Linked DNA regions of Rattus norvegicus: region 2 is linked to region 1. The links are chromatin contacts, called in public Hi-C maps. All regions are on one chromosome and are shown on one strand. The core of a region is the stretch at or near the end of the contact, and the rest is flanking DNA. Distances in the headings are between cores, read along the strand shown.

Region 1 (3,105 bases), core at 388-2,887:
TGCTTTGAGGATGCCATTGGAGGAGTCATGGAAGATACATGAGGCAGAGCAGGGCTCCTATGTGAAATCCCAGCCACTGGAGTGGTGGCAGAAAGAAAATTTTAAAGTCGTGGTCAAACTTGATCACAGCAAAAGCCATCTCAAGACAAAGCAAACAAATCCCATGGAATACAGACTCAGCCATATGGGAGTCCCAAGGAATTCTATTAGTATATATGTTTAAGGATCATGTAAAGAGGTAGAGGATTATGAACTATTTAATGTCTTAACATGTATTTACTGTGTTATTTCTTAACATGTATTTAAGGGGATCTTGGGTTCCAGCCCACGTTCCCAGGCTCGGTGTCAAGCTCCTTTACCTTTTAAAGCCAGACAGGTAGTACTGACCTGTGGTCACAGCCCTTGGGAGGTAGAGGCAGGAAGATCAGGAGTTCAGGTTACTTTTGGCTGCATAGGGGAGTTAAAGGTCAGTCTGGGCTACATAACAAGACCACAACTTATATCTCAAACTTCACCCTCACCCCATAATCATCCCCCAGACCTCCCCAAAAAACAGGATAGTTTGCAATGTGTGGAGAAACCAACCCTTGTCTTTCCTCAGGTCACTTATGCTAAGCCGCCTTAAAACTCACTTATAGGGCTGGAGAGATGGCTCAGTGGTTAAGAGCACTGGCTGCTCTTCCAGAGGTCCTGAGTTCAATTCCCAGCAACCACATGGTGCCTCACAACCATCTGTAATGAGATCTGATGCCCTCTTCTGGTGTGTCTGAAGACAGCTACAGTGTAGTCATATAAGTAAATCTTTTTTAAAAAAAAAAACTTATTTTAAAAAAAAACCTCAATTATAACTTATCTTCAGCAGGCCTAAAGGTTTTTTCCTGTGTCCTGTCATTCCTTAGGCACTGCGCACCTTTTTTTTCTTCACAATGATCACAACATGTTTTTCTCCATGATTATGCAATAGTTCCTCATCTTGATTTGTAGCCAGCAAATAAGAAGTTATACCTTGCATTTTACTTTCAGAAAGCAACCAAGTTCAGGACCTACAAGGTGCTCAGCAGGGAAAGGCACCTGCCTCTCAGCCTACTGACGTGAGTTTGATCCCTAGGACCTACATAGTGGAAAGAGAGAACTCGAGAACTCACTTCCTTCCATAATTTGTCCTCTGACCTCCAAAGGCACACTGTGGCAAAGTGCAAGTGTGTGCGGGGGGAGAGGGGTTGCACACACACACACACACACACACACACACACACACACACACACACAATTTAAAGAGAAACAAGGTTCATCAGTATTGTACAAAGAGAGCAGTGGGCACAGCAGGAAAGACAGCCTGACACCAGATGCACATGTGTCTCACCCTTGGGAAGTCGATGCAGCAGACATTGGGATCAAAGATCACCCCTAGATACTTAGAGTTTGAGGCCAGCCTCCTGACCCTGTCTCAAACGTTCCCACACCTCTACAAAAGAAGAAAAAGAAGCCTGCCTCTCTGTACTTCGTACATTGCATTTCATTTCTTTGTTAGGGAAAGGAATGTGGAAAGTAGACCTTTGCTCCCACCGATGGCTGCTCAGCTCTCTTGAGTTCTTTGAAGGTCAGGTCTCCCTGGTGGCTAAGGCACCTGCCAGCAGTACTTGCTCACACAGCTTAGAAAACAACTGAGGTCATCTAAGAGCGCTCTGACGTTGGTTTGCTACTCATTATTAGAACACAACAAATATTGAAGGATGGCAGCTCTCCGTGCGTACACGGTTGGAAAAGTCGAGAAGTATGTTTGCATGTTGTTGCAGTTAAAATCAGATGGCAAGGTTTAGAGTTGTGTAACTGTGGAATATTTTCTAGCCACAAACTCCCTAGATGCGCATTTCACATTCATTAGCAATCAGGCCCAAGGATACTTGGATCCAAATCTGCTTTGGAAACTAATTTTTCCAAATACTTTGTTTCCTAGATCCGTACTAAAGTGATGTATGACGTCACCTGTTCAACTCCGTCAACAACTTACTTCTGTGAGATAGCTTTGCCTTTTCCTTGCTCTTCCCTAGTCTCCCCTCCCTTCCCCAAGTAGTGAGCATTGAACTAGAACCTCACTCAAGCGAGGCAAGTCTCCACCATTAAACAATATCCCCAAGCCTCTTTTGAACAGTTCTCTCTAATTTGCCATAGCTGTTCTTGGAATCACTCTACTGCCCAGGCAGCCTTGAACCTGCTTCAGCCTCCCCAGTTGCTAGGCTTACAGACTATAGCAGAACCAAATTAAGTTACTCAGTTGATCCTAGCAGTGACACACACACACACACACACACACACACACACACACACACACACACACACACACTTTATATTTTGATATGGCTAAAACAGCTCAATGGCTGGCCTACTTCCTGACCTCCACATGGCTAGCCCACCCACCTCTGATATTCCTGACTGACTAAAATCTATATTCCGGGGTTGGGGATTTAGCTCAGTGGTAGAGCGCTTGCCTAGGAAGCGCAAGGCCCTGGGTTCAGTCCCTAGCTCCGAAAAAAAGAACAAAAAAAAAAAGCTATATTCCATCTTTGCTGCTCTAGGCCCGGTCACGCAGCCCTCTCTGGCTGCATTCATCCAGTTCCTACATGGTGACCATGTTCCCTTTCCCTGTCCCACAAGGACATCTTGGTTCTCCTCCTCCCAGCATGGTCTCTCTCTCTCTCTCTCTCTCTCTCTCTCTCTCTCTCTCTCTCTCTCTCTCCTTTCCTACCTCCTCTGTCTCTTGCCTGGGAAATCCTAAAGTCCCTCCTCTGTCTCCCTGACCAGCCATTGACTGCTGGCAACTTTATTTACCAATCAAAACAAACTGGGGCAGGGACCCTGAGTGTCTTACTACATGGGGACATGCGGATTTATGCAATTCTGGGGACCCAGACTAACATAATACAAGCAACATTAGACCAAACCCACAGCAACAAACCTCACCTACTAGTTGGACTTTAGAACTTATCTGTCTTGCCAGTCTCATCCTGACAGTCCAGTAAAAGAGTTCATCTAAGTTTGGATCATTGTCGGCCGTCTGCTAATCACGTGAGGTGTGAAAGCCCCATTCCAGCCACACTGTCACTG
Region 2 (3,105 bases), core at 404-2,903, 39 kb after region 1:
CATCTGGGTTTTATTCACCAAAAGCCCGGTGCCTGCCTTAGAACATGTCCTACCTTAAGGTAAATAAAACTAAGAATTATATAAGGAGCCGACTAAGACATCAGGAGCAGAGAGAGGAAATGCTGAAGACTGCCTGCTGTGAGGTACGGGCTCTAAATACAAAGAGCAGGAACTGGAAGGAAGGAGATGAGGAATTCTGGCTTTGCCTATTTTGGGTTATGAAATGTCAGAGGCTACTAGGGAAAATTCAGCTTCAAAGGAAAGTGCGGTGTAAGACCTAGATTTGAAACATCCAGATACTAAGGAACTCAAGGAGGGCATCCCCTAGCAGTCTTACAGAGAACTCCTTATCTGTGACTGTTCAGGCAAACTGTGGGAGACTGAGAAAAGGACGCACAAGGTCAGGAGTTAATCCTAATGTAAGGACTGAACTAGAAGCGAGGGACAGCAGCTCTTATCAGTGCACTAGGGAATTGGAGCTGGAAAGCACCGGGTGTTCCAGAGCGGCTGTTTACATGGACTACTTTCTTAACCCACGTTTCAGTTTAGGATGTTGTACACCCCACTCCAGTCCCAGGCCCCCTTCTTTTTCCTGCGTAGCCTTATTGTGTCCTGAAACTCATCCTGTACACCTGGCTAGCCTTGAATCCAGAGGTCTGCCTCTGCCACCCAAGTGCTGGGACGAAAGATGCTCCCCACCACACTAGGCTTATTTTTTTAATACTTCACTTTCTAAAAGAAGAAGAAAAATTAACTCGAGAAATTAAAACTTTCTTATGAAGAATCTCTTCAAATGTTTTGCTTTAAAATAAGTGCTTTTAGAGAGAATACCACAGATCTGAGTATTTCAGTATTAAATCAGTAAATTGTTACAAATATTGGTGTGAACGAAACTTTTTTTATCTAGGGGAAAATTATGCCTCAACTTTTAGATTCACCAAATAGGAGTTGTGTCCTGGTGTGCACTATGTGTAGAATTTTAGAGTTTGAAAAACCAGTTTTCCAGGAGCTATTTCACCGACTTGGAATTACTCTCCAGTATTCAGCCAGCACAGCAACACAGGAACCGCAAGTTCCCATTACTTGTATCTCAACTTCAACTTCACTTTTAAGGCAAAAAAACAAACCAAACCAAAACAACATCAACGAAAAACCCTGGGCCGCTGTCCAAAGAAAAGTCTTGCCAGACTAGAAGAAAACTATTGTTATTTCCAGTGGCTTCTTCCATTAGCCCTCTTTCAGGGCTTACATTTAAGGGTGGCTGCTGCTCCCCCAAAACGTAGGAAGAGAAGTGGCAAGTGAAATGAAGTTAGGAAGAACAAAGCCAGAACTCCAGTAAGACAAGATAGCAAGTACAGGCGCCAAAACTGACTATCATACTGTCTCCTGAAGTCACAAGTAGGCAAATCACAACTGCGAACTTCCTCTTTTGGACAATATGTTCTCCAGAATGCACTAACGGCCGCGACCCAAATCCACCACCCAAAAGCACACCCGACCACAGAATGAGCTCGGGGCCCCGCCCACTTAGAGGCGGTGCTTTGGAACTCCTCCACTGGAACCCACCCCCGCCAGTACCTTACCAGAGCGGAAGCAGCTAGGCCGGTGCTCCGGAAGCAGTAGCCATAACTTCCGGGAGGGGCTTGTGTGCCTGGTGTGTGTGTGTGTGTGTGCGCTACGGGGTGTAGACTGTGTCTGAAATAGCGGGAACGCCATGTCCCGTGGTTCCAGCGCCGGTTTTGACCGGCACATTACTATTTTCTCTCCCGAGGGCCGACTCTACCAAGTAGGTGAGTGAACCAGGGCCGCCTGTGGGACATCCGAATTGCTCTGTCATGCTTCGGCCTGGAGCGAGCAGACGCGACCCAAGTATAGTTTGGGGCTTGAGGAAGGGCCTGAGCCAGGAAAGCAGAAGGATCGAGGTCGGGTTCACCCTCGTGTTCTCATCCCGTCTGCAAGCAGGCTTTGAGACAGAAGCTAAAGCCTGGCTCTCTTCAGGAGTGCCTTACTGTCCAGACACAAAGAATTAGGGCATTGCACTGTAATGCCTGACTCTGACTTCCGGAGGCCTCTTTAGCTCAGTGATTCTCAATGCTACGCCCCTTAAATTCATTTCCTCAACCATACATTTATTTTCGTTGCTACTTCAAAACTGCAATTTCTTTACTGCTATGAATCATAATGTAAACATGTGTGTTTTCCTATGGTCTTAGGCGGCTTTATGAAAAGGCTAGGGGTCGTGACCCACATGTTGAGAACCACTGCTTAGCTTCATTCTACCTGGAGTCTGAGTCTTCCCTTCGCTAAGAGTAATTGGTTCCTTAACCGTCCAACTAAAACACACATACACACACACACACACCCTCACCCTCCTTTCAATATAGACAGATGACTTGCTTTGTGGGCAATTCTGTACAGGTGTGCAAAGCCCTGTCAGACACTGCTGGTTCTAGAAAAGAGATAAAAGTCTGACAGCTTAAAGGAAGTGACAGAGAGTCAGACAAGTAACAAGAGGAGAATACAGGTTTACAAGTATTTGCAAAGTTCAAAACTGAGAAATAAAAGAACAGTAATAAACTACTCTTGAGACTGGCACCCGATCTTAACTCCCATGTGTAAGAATGCTTCTATAGTTTAAAAGCTGCTTCTCAATCTAGTTGAGGCTCAGTGTGTTAGTCTTTACTAAAAGAACAGCACTAATGGACAGAAACCTGAACTTGGCATCAGTTACTCTGTGTGTATAACAATACATTTTGGTAAATTGAAGTTGTGGCAGAGTTTAGGTTCCTGCCATAGAAAACTTAGTGTCAGAAGGGCTTGACATACGTCTGGTCCAGGATGATTTTATTCTAAAGTCTTTTATCTCAGTGTCTTGACAAGGAGGGCCGTGCTATCTTGGTTGAAAATCCTAGAATTGGTCTGTAAATGGAGTTCTACTCACCTATATGCTTTCTATATTAGATGGTTGTTTGAGGTGTTGCTTTCCCACTTTTACTCAGGACATGAGTTAGGCATTGCTGAGAAGAAGAAACTGAAAGAAGAGTGTGAGCAGGCAGTGTAGTGGTGCAGAGTTCAGGCCTGCAGCCACACCTGGATTTGCATACC

The links. Hi-C and Micro-C count contacts between places; a contact is called where the count stands out from the background.
Region 2: a Hi-C map of liver shows a contact between it and region 1, with 2.3 times the contacts expected there. The contact joins the promoter of Psma6 here to the enhancer-like site in region 1. A contact is called at or near these places in 6 of 12 Hi-C or Micro-C datasets (the A7r5 cell line, Schwann cells, frontal cortex and 3 more).

What each region holds. Positions count from the first base shown.
Region 1 is chr6:78,473,839-78,476,943 of GRCr8, forward strand. The region is part of intron 4 of Prorp (protein only RNase P catalytic subunit); the gene reads left to right. Among named protein-coding and RNA genes, the nearest start is that of Psma6, 39 kb to the right of the region's middle. Within about 2 kb of position 1,638, at least 2 of the 93 cell types and tissues checked have an H3K27ac peak or open chromatin away from gene starts, as enhancers often do. A contact at or near this core is called in liver, where this site is marked.
Region 2 is chr6:78,512,694-78,515,798 of GRCr8, forward strand. It overlaps Psma6 (proteasome 20S subunit alpha 6), which reads left to right and starts at 1,654. Exons shown (of 7, transcript NM_017283.3): 1 at 1,654-1,790. The coding sequence starts at 1,715.